3 separate regions of the Mus musculus genome follow, and regions 1 and 3 are each linked to region 2. Evidence: chromatin contacts called from public Hi-C and HiChIP or PLAC-seq data. All regions are on one chromosome and are shown on one strand. Each heading gives the region's core, a stretch centred on a gene start, on an enhancer-like site or on the middle of the called end of the contact. The rest is flanking DNA. Distances are from core to core; before and after follow the strand shown. Region 1 overlaps Gm41258 (a long non-coding RNA gene). Region 2 overlaps 5430437J10Rik (RIKEN cDNA 5430437J10 gene). Region 3 has its middle 94 kb from the start of Gm41257.

The links. A called contact is a pair of places that touch in the nucleus more often than the background predicts. HiChIP or PLAC-seq counts read pairs in DNA pulled down with a chosen protein or histone mark.
Region 1: a Hi-C map of natural killer cells shows a contact between it and region 2, with 3 times the contacts expected there. The contact joins two enhancer-like sites. A contact is called at or near these places in 1 of 15 datasets of contacts at CTCF or cohesin (CD8 T cells), 2 of 484 Hi-C or Micro-C datasets (CD8 T cells and natural killer cells) and 2 of 115 datasets of contacts at active chromatin or transcription factors (CD8 T cells and effector CD8 T cells).
Region 3: a contact with region 2 is called in an H3K27ac HiChIP or PLAC-seq map of bone marrow-derived dendritic cells, with 2.7 times the contacts expected there. The contact joins two enhancer-like sites. A contact is called at or near these places in 3 of 484 Hi-C or Micro-C datasets (bone marrow-derived dendritic cells, group 2 innate lymphoid cells and uterus), 3 of 115 datasets of contacts at active chromatin or transcription factors (CD8 T cells, bone marrow-derived dendritic cells and embryonic stem cells) and 1 of 9 other capture datasets (bone marrow-derived macrophages).

The regions. Positions count from the first base shown.
Region 1 is chr15:5,692,088-5,696,550 of GRCm38.p6, forward strand. It overlaps Gm41258 (a long non-coding RNA gene), which reads left to right. Exons shown (of 3, transcript XR_875008.2): 2 at 1,061-1,242. Among named protein-coding and RNA genes, the nearest start is that of Gm41258, 20 kb to the left of the region's middle. Within about 2 kb of position 3,119, at least 13 of the 459 cell types and tissues checked have an H3K27ac peak or open chromatin away from gene starts, as enhancers often do. A contact at or near this core is called in CD8 T cells, effector CD8 T cells and natural killer cells, where this site is marked.
Region 2 is chr15:5,515,576-5,520,070 of GRCm38.p6, forward strand. All of the region lies in intron 1 of 5430437J10Rik (RIKEN cDNA 5430437J10 gene), which reads left to right. Among named protein-coding and RNA genes, the nearest start is that of 5430437J10Rik, 22 kb to the left of the region's middle. Within about 2 kb of position 1,831, at least 91 of the 459 cell types and tissues checked have an H3K27ac peak or open chromatin away from gene starts, as enhancers often do. A contact at or near this core is called in CD8 T cells, bone marrow-derived dendritic cells, bone marrow-derived macrophages and 2 more, where this site is marked.
Region 3 is chr15:5,345,885-5,350,566 of GRCm38.p6, forward strand. It overlaps the pseudogene Gm46496. Among named protein-coding and RNA genes, the nearest start is that of Gm41257, 94 kb to the left of the region's middle. Within about 2 kb of position 3,202, at least 22 of the 459 cell types and tissues checked have an H3K27ac peak or open chromatin away from gene starts, as enhancers often do. A contact at or near this core is called in bone marrow-derived dendritic cells and bone marrow-derived macrophages, where this site is marked.

The DNA of each region.
Region 1 (4,463 bases), core at 1,869-4,368, 180 kb after region 2:
ATCATCTATCAGTCTGTGCCTCGTGGATTGTGCTGGATGAGAGGTGGTGGGTCTGTAGAAAAGGGATGCAGAGCAATTTTGCATCAGCATTAGCACTCACAATGAAGCCAGCTGCTACTTTGTAAAATGGAGTCACTCAGGGCAAGGCACAACCTGAATGCCAATCTTGGCACAATACAGAGTGACTCATACCAGCATATAGCTTGGTATCTACAACTTGGTTAGCTGTTATTTTGTCAGCATTATGAATCTGTGTGTAGGTCCTATTGTCTTTACCCACTGATCTGTCACATTTGCCCTATTTCTCCTAGTTTGAATACAATTACTATACTTTAAAATCTGAAAGCCAGGATCCTCTACCTCTTGTTTCATGGATTGATAAAAGGATTTGTAGAAACTGATTTTTTAAAAACATTGTTTTTCATACAGTGTATTCTGATGATTTCTTCTCTCCCAACTCTTCCCAGATCCTTCTACTTCATCACCTACCCAAATCTATACCATGTCTGTCTTTCCTTCACTGGAATACAAACAAGCATCTAAAAACTGATATTAATAATACAATAAAAGCAAACAGACCTGAATTAGACAAAACAAACAGAAAGAAGCTAAAGAAAAAGCAAAAGAAACACATAGATGTAGATGCACACACACATTTGAGCACACAGAAAATCTGTAAATCAGAAACCACCATGTATAGGGAAAAGATATGTAAGGCAAAAAGAAGATGCCTATAGACGAAAACCCTCCAAAACAACAACAACAATGATATTACTAATAATAATGAGTTAGTTTTGTGTTGGAGCCTGCCATTTAGTATAATGTGTATACCCAATGAAACTAATTTTTCATTTATGAGTGGATATCAACTGGAGATAGTTTGGGGGTTAGAGATGGGGGCTTGTGTCTATTTTTTTTTTGCAATGGGACCCTGTATGACTTAGACCTATGTAGGCCCTGTGCATGCTGCTACCACAGTCTCTGTGAATACATATGTGTGTCAGTACTGTTGTATCTATAAGTTCTTAGTTCCTTGATGTCTTTTTTTTTTCTCTACCAGCTCTTAACCATCTTTCTGCTTCATCTCCTGAAGAGTTACCTGAGCCCTGAGGGGAAGGATTTGATGGAGGTATCCCATTAAGGAATGAGTAGTTCAAGGCCTCTAACTCTCTGAACATTGTCCAGTTTTGGGTCTCTCTATTTGTTCTCATCTACTGCAGAAAGAAGCATCTATGATGATGGGTGAGCAAGGCATTGGCCTAAGAGTATTCCAGAATGTCTTTTGGAGTTACTTTATTGCTGTGTTCCATTAGTAGAACAATAGTATTTGTTTTTCCTCCAGGTCCATGGCCTATCTAGTTTTGTGTTCTTTGTCATCTTGGCAGTGCCAGACACAGATTCTGTCTCATGATGAGTGGGCCTTAATTTCAATCAGATAGTGCTTGGTTATTCTTACAACTTTTGTGCCATTATTGCACCAGCATATCTTGTAGACAGGTCCCCACTGTAGACTGAAAGGTCTGTGGCTGGGTTACTTTTCCCTGCTGGTAATGTAGAGGACCATTGCATACCACAAACATTAGTCAATTGGGAGCAAAATAAGAATTACCATGGATTTGATAGTGAGCAGATTTGTGGAGAGATATCCTGAAAGCCTAGGAGCCCTGTAAAGGGGATGTAGAGGAACTGACAGATCTAGTATGTAGATGTAAAGAGAATGTAGAGGAATTGACAGATCTTGTATGTAGATATTTGATCCCTTTTTATTTGTTTCCATGAAATCAATAATGTCTCTTTTGTATAATTTCTTAGCCCTGAAGGTCTCTTATGATGATTTTCTTAGAGCTTTATTCTCATCATTCTCATCATGAAGATCTTTGTGGTTTATATCTACAGCCTGTTTCTATTTCCTCTTATTATGCAGACCAAGTAACTCAGTTGTAGGTATATGTGGTTTCCACAGCCAAGGCTAGATAGATTCACAGCCTAAAACTCAGATCTACCAATTTAAATATCGGCTTTTGGCTTCTTTTTATAATACTGAGAGAGAAAACTCTCTGTCTCTCTGTCTCTGTCTCTCTGTCTCTGTCTCTCTGTCTCTATCTCTCTGTGTCTCTCTGTCTCTGTCTCTCTGTCTCTCTGTCTCTCTCTCTCTTTCGCTCTCTCTCTCTCTCTCTGTGATTGAACTTTTCTTCCACAACTTAGATTGTATGTATGAATGTTGGTTCTTCAATCTAAATATTATCTTAAATGTTCTTAGAAACAGGTAACATTAATACTACATACTTGGAAATGCATTCTGCTCCTTTTTGAGAAAAAAATATGACAGAAAAAAGCTTCTTGGGCTAAAAGACATTTTTTGTTGCTTAGAAATATGACAAAGGAGTAGCCCTAAGCTTTTGGAAGTGCACCCATGGCTTAAATGGTAGTATGGCACACCATCACAGAGGCAAGAAAAAGAAGAAGAAAATTTTGTCTCTTATGGAATACGTAATAAAGTGTAATTTTTCAAATGGAAGATAGTGTACCCAGAGTTTCAAATTATAGAAAAGAGAAGACACAATTACCTATGTTAGAAAAGTAGAAGCATAGTTGTTTATGGAAATGGCAGTGACTGACAGGAGGCTGGGCAGGGAGAGAGGAGGATGAGGGAAACAGGTTCGCTGAATATTATATGTTTTTAAAAAGGGTCCTTAGGAAATTCATTGGGTAAGTAAACAGAATTACCCATATTATAATTTTCATGAATGTAAACAAAATGTAAAATCAATAGTCTCATCACTTAATAGCTAGCAAAGTGTTAAAAGAATAATGCTTGTATCTGTTTTAACAGCATGTCTTCCTTCATATTTCAGACTAATATTCATTTGGCATGTCCCAGCACTCTATTTCAGCTACATGTAGTTAGCAAGAGGAGAGTCTTCATGGTATGCAGTTTACATTGGAAGAACTTATGCACCAGAAATGTTAACAAATTTTAGTGTGTTAAGTGAACATGTGGCTAATGAAGAGCCTAGGATGCCCAAAATACAGTAAACATCTCCATTGGTGAGAACATCAACCAGCGAAGAAGGTAGCTAGGAAGTGAGGGAGCTCATTAGTCAGCTGTGGTCAGCTGCGGCTAATGTGGAAAACCCCTTTCTGACTTGAAACTGTTATTCAGAGGCCTGAGAGACAGTACATCACCCCCAACACCTTTGACACTTTGGGGTTTAAAACGTTGAGGTGTCAGTGCATAGGCCTGGGTGCTGTGGGAATCTTCTCTCCTAGCCCTGTTCAGAGACTGGCTTCACTAATGTGATGGCTCTTCCAATATTTTCCCATTTTTCTTGTTTTAGCACGCTCTCTTCCTAGAAAGTAGAATATGAAGTATTATTACTGCTTGTCATAGCATTACAGTATGTTTTGTTTTGAAATTTCTCTCTCCTGTGCTTATGTGACCAATATTAAATTGTTGAATTACTTTAGATATTTGTGAAAATTAGAAGCTTATATAGTTGCTTCTTTTTTTGTTATTTTATTTTATTTTTTAATTAGGTACTTATTTCATTTACATTTCCAATGCTATCCCAAAAGTCCCCCACACATTCCCTCACCTACTCCCCCACCCACCCACTCCCACTTCTTGGCCCTGGCATTTCCCTGTACTGAGGCAGATAAAGTTTGCACGACCAATGGGTCTCTTTCCACTGATGGCCGACTAGGCCGTCTTTTGATACATATGCAGCTAGAGACACGAGCTCTGGGGGGTACTGGTTAGTTTATATTGTTGTTCCACCTATAGGGTTGCAGATCCCTTTAGCTCCTTGGTTACTTTTTCTAGCTCCTCCATTGGGGGCCCTGTGATCCATCCAGTAGCTGACTGTGAGCATCCACTTCTGTGTTTGCTAGGCCCCGGCATAGTCTCACAAGAGACAGCTATAGCAGGGTCCTTTCAGCAAAATCTTGCTAGTGTATGCAATGGTGTCAGCGTTTGGAAGCTGATTATGGGATGGATCCCAAATATGGCAGTTTCTAGATGGTCCATCCTTTCATCTCAGCTCTAAACTTTGTCTCTGTAACTCCTTCCATGGGTGTTTTGTTCCCAATTCTAAGAAGGGGCAAAGTGTCCACACTTTGGTCTTCCTTCTTCTTGAGTTTCCTGTGTTTTGCAAAGTGTATCTTATATCTTGGGTATTCTAAGTTTCTGGGCTAATATCCACTTATCAGTGAGTACATATTGTGTGAGTTCCTTTGTGATTGGGTTACCTCACTCAGGATGATGCCCTCCAGGTCCATCCATTTGCCTAGGAATTTCATAAATTCATTGTTTTTAATAGCTGAATAGTACTCCATTGTGTAAATGTACCACATTTTCTGTATCCATTCCTCTGTTGAGGGGCATCTGGGTTCTTTCCAGCTTCTGGCTATTATAAATAAGGCTGCTATGAACATAGTGGAGCATGTGTCCTTCTTACCAGTTG
Region 2 (4,495 bases), core at 581-3,080:
CGCATGAGCAGGGGATTAGATCTCACTTTTGCAATGGAGGAATATTTTTAAAATGATGGCCTGCTAGTTAGAAGAAAAATCAGTCCTGACCCTGACTGAGTAGATACCAGCTATTTAAGAACATGCAATCCAAGATGATCTCACCTCAAGGCTGTCATCTTCTACGTGTGGATGGGCTATCCTCCTTTTTTTTTGCCACAAGGAGATAAAAATTATTAGCTTGCTAAAGGTGCACTTGTTAAAGTTAACTTATTGAAGAAAGCAGACACTGAAGTGATGCTAAGCATCCCAAAGCATGTCTTCTGTCCATGTCTCTCAAAGAAGATGGACTATGTCAGTGTTTTCTCCAATAGAAATAAGTTTAGAAGACTTTCTTGACTTGTGACTGTTATCTTACATGGGCATGGTATTCAACTGTCCTCCAAATGCTTAGGTTTATACTCATAGATCAGTGCTGTTCTAAGTCTAAGTTTCTTTTTGCAGCAGGCAACAGCTAGTTTAGAGATCTACAACTAGTCACACTCCAGAGAGTAAATAGTCAGAGAGTGCTTGTTCCTCAACCAGATCTCTCTATTCTACCCATGATGAGGCTCAAGGACCACTGTGGAAGGAGATGGGAGGACATATTTAAGAGCCAGAGTTTGGCATGGAGTGCTAAGAAGATTTCCTATGGGACAATAACATGACTCTGATGCTGAGCCTGATGACCTAGATTTCTTTCTACGATCCATATGGCCAGTAGGGGAGAACCAGTTCCTGTAAGTTGTTTTCTGATCTCTACATATAGTGAACGTGTTCACATGTATGCACAACCCTACACAGTAACACCTCTCCTTATATGCACACACAGAAAATAAAGCATAAAGCAGCTTTAAAAATAATATCTTCTGGACACAACACAGTGTTTGCACGTGTGAACTCACTGCAGTAGTGTTACCCACCTAAGACCTACACAAGACTGGAACCTCACTTTCCTCTAGTACCTGTTGGAGGCTCCTGAGGCTTCACCCCTCACTGAAGGACTACAGCCAGTTAATAGGTTTGGGGGGAAAGAGTTCATTTTCTGTGTCAGTATATCCACTGGTAAGTTGTCTATATTCCAGTTAATGACCCTCCACTCATACCCATTCAAGCAACTATAACTAAATCCATTGGATAAGAAAGAAATGTCATCAAAGTAGGAGGGGCCTTGTTGGAAAGAAAAAAGGTTTCAGGAGACAAAGCAAGAGATAAGAGAAAGAGAAGATAAGATGGGATGGATAAGAAATACATAAGAAGGTGTGAAAATGCCCCCCAAGTTCAGTGTGTACATATACAAAATTGGTGAAGAATAAAAAATAATCTTGGTTTGTATCACACAAAATTTGAGAGAAAATATTGGTGCTTATAATATACAAAGAGAACGTGTATCTTACATGCATGCTGTAATGTTTAAATATATCAAATGTGAAGGGAAATTCACATTGTTGCTAAAGCTGGAGATGTAGCTTTAGTGGCAGATGTTAGGCCTTGGGTTCAATCCGTCACAGAACAAAATTCAATACCCTTCTCAGGTTTCTCTATCACATCAGTATCCTTGTTTGCTAGCAAGGTCAGGAAGATAATGCCTGTATTTGACTTTGCCAAATGGAGAATTCTGGACCCTTCCTATGCTTTGGATCTACTTTGGTGACGGGTTTCATTCTCCATAGGTCTCAGCCATGACTTACCACAGTTGACACTTCTTTCCTGTGTCACATTGGGTATGTCTCTCCCCAGAGCTGATGACTGGTGGTCAAAGCTGCTCTAAGCAGAGGTCATACTGCTGTGGCTAACACCAGCAGTTAAACACACTGCCGCTGCCTGCGAGAGGCCCTTGCACTTCCTTGTTCTTTAAAAAGTCACATTATGTTGTGGGACTAGCTTGTAAAATTTTTGTGGGCAATCAGAAACCCTTGAAGTTTTCACACAGAGAAAGGAAAAGGTTTGCCCCGTGAGAAAGCCAGGGCTGGGTATTTTTGTCCTTTTCTTTCTAGTGCAAGCCGTCTGAGGGAAGATTCTTCATGGCAAAACAGTTCATCAAAACTGAGACCAGGGCTGAAGAATGGTCTGTGCTTCCTGTATTTACTGTTCGCAGTGATGTATGTGTGCGTTTTAGGAACTTTGAACGTCTAGTTGAGTCTGTACTTTTTGTGGCTTGTCTGGGCTCAAATTCACAACCTCATGAAGAGTTATTTTATTGGCTAAAAATGAACTCTGCCCCTTCACTATCAGATACTACAAATGGAGATAGCACAAGCCTTTGAAAACGCTTTATAATGTAGTTGAAAGGGAAACCACTCCATTCAACTTGTTCAGAGATCTGAAAAAAAACATGAACAGTGAGGTTTGATAGGAGGCCACATTGGCGTTTGATGTGAAATGGCTTTCTGAGAAGCATTTCCCCCTCACAACAGGACTAATTATTGTTGGGTCCCTTCTTGACACTTACTTTTTTTTTTTTTTTCCTGGTAATCAAGTTTCCTTTTCCTTAAAACACAAGCTAGAGCTCCGTGATTGGTCGACTCTCCCCACAAACTCACCGCTATGATTGTCCTCCAGTTAGGAGATTTTGGAAATCCCCCTGACATCCTTTTTTTCTTTTTTACCAAATATGTCTCTAGTTGTGTGGCTATGAAATTTTATCCCAAGGGCTGCCTGGCTCTTTCTGACTTTAGTACACACCGAAGTTCATCGTTTGTCTTAATAGCACAGTCCAGAATTCATAAAGCAGTTCCTAGTGGGACAGTGGCCACAGGTCCTCTCAAATAAGATTGCTTAACATTCTTTTAATGTGAGAAGAAAGCTCTGGAGAGTTACCATTTCTTCTCTGGCCTGTGGGTGGTGTTCAGGTGAATCAGAAGTGTGCCAGCATTGCCAGGGAGTTCGACCTAACTTTTCTCTGTCCCTCTGGGGCCTTTAAGATGATAACATCGAGTTATCGGCCTGCTTAAAGAGGTAGCTATTACTCCGAATTCCTTTGAAGTGTTGAAGAAAGAGACGACACTGCTCTTCACTGCCTTTGGCTCCTTCACACGGTGTCTACTTTCTGCTACCTTGGTACTAAAGTTAGGCCTACTCCTTCAGAAGACTGTTGCAGTCTTCCAGTGACCAAGAAATCTTGATGAAGCTATATGGTGTACCCATTGAGGAGGACATTTGTAACTTATCCAGGGACTTCTGGAAGTACAAGCATAAGAGTTAAAGGTTGATTTTTCTCCCACTGTACATACCTGTCCTATGCATGCACGACGTCTTCTAAACTATACTTTTGGTAAGCTACTCTGGTTTGGGTCTTAACTTGGAGTTCTTCAAGATGTGACAAAGTTTTTCTACCTTTCCTCCCTTCCTCCCTCCTGCCTCCTTCTTTCCCTTCCTGTGTTCCTTCCTGTTTTTCTACCTCAAGTGCTTTACCTTAATCAGACATCTGCCCCACACGATGGTTCATGATAAACATGGGTTAAAAACATAGACATATACCAACCTTCTTTTATAAAAAACTTTCTATTAATTCTTTGTGAATTTCCCATCATGCAATTCAATCCCACTCATCTCCTCATCCTATCCATACATATCTGCCTCCTTCCCTTGCAACCTCTCCATCCCAAATTAAATTAAATTAAATTGAAAAGATAGAATAAAAACATTGTCATGGAAGCTGTAGTGTGTCACACAGTGTGCCCTTTTGTTCACACTTCTTTGCTTGCAAGTGTTTGCTGCAATCACTCATTGGTCTAGTATGAGGCCTCTGGCTTTTGCTACATTATCAATACTGGAACCTTACTGGACACCTCCTGGTTATCCTGTTGTTGCCCTGTGTCATGGAGATCCTGCAGCTTTGGATCTGCAGGACAGCCCTTTTATGTGCTCCAGCAGATCATAGAGGAGTTAGATGTAGAGTGGGCCAACTCTAAGCCTTGGATTTGGGCCTGAGAGGTAATGGAGCTGGTCAGCCCACCAGTTCTTCTGTGCTCCTACCACCAGGGCAAGCTCTCTGGCACATCTCTGGGTAGCTCAGCCAATGTTGCAGCTGGAATGAAGTCAGCTCACTTACTGTCCTGTCCTCAGGGCTGGCTCACCCTTGCCTTCCTCACTTGGGCCAGCTCTACTGTGCTGCCCAGGTGAGGTGCAGGGCCTGCTCTAGCGCTCCCACTCTAATGACCTCTAAGCCAACTCTCCCATGGCCAGCTTACCTGCCTGTGGCAGGTGGGGAGGGGTGTGTGTATATGTGTTGGGGGAAGGAATCTCTCCTTCTCTCATGCCACCCTACAGCAGACTAGGAGAGGGGCTAGCTCTCTTGAGTTCATGCCCTCGGGGTTAGCTCTACTATGCTGTTCAGGTGAGGGAAAGGGGCCAGTTTTCCAGAGTGTGGAGGCAATCAAGGGGTGGGGGGTGGGGTGCAGCTCTGCACAGTGCCTCAAGCAGGAGTCCAAACCAGGGGCATCTGCATGGCCTTTGGTGGTAACACAGACCTGAA
Region 3 (4,682 bases), core at 1,952-4,451, 170 kb before region 2:
ATGCCCCAGGGTAGGGGAATGCTGGAACTACGGGGCAGGAGCATGTGGGTGGGTGGGTGAGCACTCTCATACAGGTAAAGGGAAGTGGGGAGGGCAGATGTGGGTTGGGGGGTTGGTGGAGGGGGTAACCAGGAAGTGGGATATCATTTGAGATGTAAACAAATGGAATGATTAATAATAATAAAAGAAAAAAATTGACCACACAATACTGTTACCACTGGGATCAGGTGTAACATAGACCTCAGGATATGGCCCGAGACATTTTAGTTTTCTGGAAAGTCTTTCTGTCTAGTAAGAAGCACGGAGGAGGTCAGAATGTGAGAAACTCCATCGAAGAAAATACTAAAATTCCTCTTATTTTACTACTTGTTTTTGGGAAGAGATTTTTTTTTTGTATTACCTCTTTTCCTTTATTCTCTTCTCCCATCAGCTGTCCTACATCTTCTGATTTCCACCCTTCACATCCCCCTCCCCCCACTTTCTCCACCGTGACACTCATTCCACAGCTTGGCCATTGTTGTCTGCCTCATTAACTGCTGAAAACCTCATGGTTGGAAAAACGAATTTTTACGTATGTATCCTACTGGCTAGCATGACAAGTAAACACAGCAAGAAGAGATACAAACACGCTGTGCTTTAAAACAGTGAAGGAAAGTTCCGTTTCTGTTTTTGCTGATTCTTTCAGTCATTTTAGAAGACGTTATCTGTGGGCTTGATTACTCCATTTCCTTCCAGTGAAATTAGAAGCTTTCACTTGCATAATTATGTCTTGACCTTAAAAAACTTTGTTTTATTTTACATATGTGAATGCTTGTCTGTGTGTGTCTGTGTGTGTGTGTGTGTGTGCGTGCATTTTGTGTATGACTGTTATCCATGAGGGCCAGAAAGAGGGCATCAGATCTGCTGGAACTAGTTACAGTTGTGAGATGCTATGGGGGTGTTGGAGAATTGACCCTAGCTCTTGGGTCTTCTAGAAGAGCAGTAGCATGCTTAACCACTACAATGACCCACCTCTCTGGCTTCATGTCTTGAATTTCATCATAGAATCCAAGTGGCATGCTAGAATGGGAGGACATATGTGTATTCACATGACATGTATATTTCATTTTTTCCTTATATTAGCTTCTTAAGGTGTAACAAGTGTAGTAGGAATTCAAGTGGGTGCATATACATCAGACACGTCTGACAGGTCATACCTCTCTGTGAAGAGTATCCAGTTCATAGAGAATTCACTTTACTCTGTGGCTTCTAGCCCTTGGCTCTGATTGGGCAACAACGCACAACCCACTAAGCTGGACTGTCATTACTTCATGTAATTGCTCATGAGTTAAAGGCATCCTGATGTGGTGTGACTGAGGTATTTTAGAAATTAACAATCCTGGATTCCAGCCTCAGCTTAAGCTTGCATTAGTTTCATGATCCTTGTTAAGTCCTTTTAACTTGATGGTAGAGCTAAGGTTTTCGCACAAATGACTTAACTATTCTTCAAATCTTAGTGCTTTCTGTGCCTGTGAAGTTAAGAGGAATATGTTTGTAAGGGTAAATCATGCTTTAACCATAGGCTTAGTTTCACAGGTTTGTTTAATATGTCAAGACATGATTTTCTGGAAAATGTGTGCAAGGACCTACGAACTGTATAGCAGAATGTTCTAGAAGTAATTAAAAATTTTAGTCAGTAGTGAGTTCTTGTACTCATTTATTTCCATGAAGAAGGAAGTTGAATTCTTGCCAGGACTGATTATATAAAAGGGGCTTTTTATATTTTGGTCAAAGGAACAAGACCCCACTCAACAAACACATTTTCTTGGCTATTTCACTCAACAAACACATTTTCATGGCTATTTATCATTTTTTTTTATCTTGTTCCTGTTGAACTTCCTGGCCACAGTGACTGTATGCTTGACTCTTGAACTAGATAACATGATCTCAGAAATATGCTCTTTGGGAACTGCAGAGAGTCCAGACTTGAAGGATCAGCATAGTCCCTTGCGAACATGTTCCAAGCATCCAGCTGTTACCACTGCAATGAGCTGGTGCTTCCGCACTGGGAAGTACAGGGTTCCAGTGCCAGAAGCGTTGGTAAAATGCTTGTTCCCGAACTTTAGAGCAGATAAAGAAAAAACAGTTTTGGGGAAGTGATGGTGAGCATGGGGAACATACTTTCACAGTGATGAGGCCACAGCGAATTTCTAGGAGACAAGCTGTCACTTAGGTATGATCAGAGCTCTTTTCCCAAATACGTTCTCTCATGGCAACTACTTGGTGCAGTGTGTGGTCTGAGATGGTAACTTCCTTTCATCCCTAGTGTTCTAACAGCCCCTGTCTGAATGTATCCAGCAATGAAGTACATTACAAAAAATAAGAACAAAGGTTGTCCAGCTCAAGTGGTTGACTCTTGGCTTATCTGTGCTTTTTCATTAGTCATGTTTCAATTGGGGACTTGATGGAGATACACAGGACCTTTCAGAGGTTGCATTTTCCACGTCGCAGTGGAAGGTTTCTTTGATTTCATGGATCTTTTAAAAACATCTTAAATCAAAATACACTGTTAGAAGAGCATACCCACCGGGCAGTGGTGGCGCACGCCTTTAATCCCAGCACTTGGGAGGCAGAGGCAGGAGGATTTCTGAGTTAGAGGCCAGCCTGGTCTACAGAGTGAGTTGCAAGACAGCCAGGGCTATACAGAGAAACCCTGTCTCAAAACAACAAACAAACAAACAAACAAACAAAAGAAAAAAAAAAGAAAAAAAAGAATTGCAGACCTATCCCACAGTAGATAATCATATTAACTGATTAAGATCATCTCAGAAAGAAAAATACGTTTTTTCCTTCTATTTGTGGTTCCCAGGTTTTATGTAGAGGTATAAAATCATGTACCTATGTATTATGGGAAAGTAGAAACAAGACTCTCTAGGAGAACAAAAGGGATGCTTGGGGGCAGGAGGGAGCGAGGGTGGGGAATGAGAGGTTAGGAAGCATGGAGGGGAATGTGCTCAAATGCTCATATACTCTTGCCTGCATGAAATTGTTTTCATGGCAATGTAGTCTAATGCCCAGTGAATGTTTTGAAAACTATATACATTACTAGATACTAAATAAGCTTATGCAACCAGTGGTTAGGTCAAGAAGTATAATATCAGCAATACTGTATAAATTACTCATGCTCCTGTTGTAGGCCCAGCCCCTCTCTCCATTAGGGGTAATGCACGGTCTTGGCGTTTTGTGTTCCTGGTTTTTGTTCTCTATTTCTGGGCTGGGACTTGCCCATATGATGTAACTTTGTTGGTTGAGTTTTTCCTTCTTTTCCTTCGATATTTCATACTTTTTAATTTTCTGTTTAGCAGTGGTGATTTCAATGTTCAGTGGACGACTAATCTGTATCAAGTTTGAGGTGTCAAATTCTATGGGATTGTAGTTTGGCCAAGCCACATGCATATTTGCTTTACACAGAGTCAGATCTAATTCTAACCCTGAGTCAGTAGCTTCTCTTGAAGCTCCTAGGAGGTATTAATTATGATCAGCATTAAAAAACTCTTTAGAGTTTGTAGTATGAATATTAAATTTAAGTAAAATATTCTAGAATCATATTAAATGCAAACAGACAACAGTTCCTTATAACCATAATGACAGTATTTGATAATATTTCCTTTTTGGCATGAAAAACAATTTTGTTATATACAGAAATTCTAAGGTACATATTTACAGCTTTATTTGCTCAAAATTGTACCTACTAGCTGTAATTTAGCTTGTTTAATGTTTGCAGCTTGCAGTGACACAAATAATTTAATGTGGCTTCCTTGGGAACATGAATCACATAGATTCTAGGAATGCATTATGAGTAAAATGTGCACTTTCTTTTTTTCTGTGTGTTGTGATTACACACATGAACTTCCAAGTGTGGAGTCGGTCAGTTTCACACAAGAGCAAAGTGCTGTTGCAGCTCACAGCACGATCTTGTGCTCTGCTGCCTCTGGGCTGGGATATTGTGCATTAGGCAATGAGATGTCAATGAAAGGTTTTCATGGAGGAATGAGATTAGAGGTGGCCTTGAGGAAAGAGATTTTGTTAGGAATTGTAAGCAGAAAGAAATGTAAACACCCAGACATGCTCAGGTGGAAGAACTTCAGAAAGTCAGAGTCATTTTTGCAGAATCACCCACCACTGCTAAATTTAACTTAAAGTAGCTAAGAAAGTAAACTTATAGCATAAATAATGGCCTCATAGAATGGCTGAATGCTGATAAACAGTGCACAGAACAGAATATGAGGGAAAATGCCCGGAGCAACGCATTCAACTGAGAAAAACAGCACACTAATCTCCACCAATTCTTGAAAACTATAAAAGCATACAACTAAGATTCAATTGTATGGAAATCTTGGAGTATCTCTGGAAATTGGTGTGCTTTGGAAACTAACTTTGAGAACACTTTATTCTACTGTTTGTCTTGCTACTGAATACTTGAGTGGAAATAAATGAATAAACACAAGAAAGTAGGGGATAACCAGAAGGAATTGCCAAGTGGCAGGCTGTGAACAGCAAGGGTTAGAAGAACTCTTTTACGTGAAAATCTTTTTTTTTCCTCCCATGAAACCAAAACTTCAATGAATTCTGTGTTTTGGAGCTAATGGTAGATATTACATGTTTGGCAGCTTGTTAGCCTTTCTCTGGTCATTTTTCTCCTT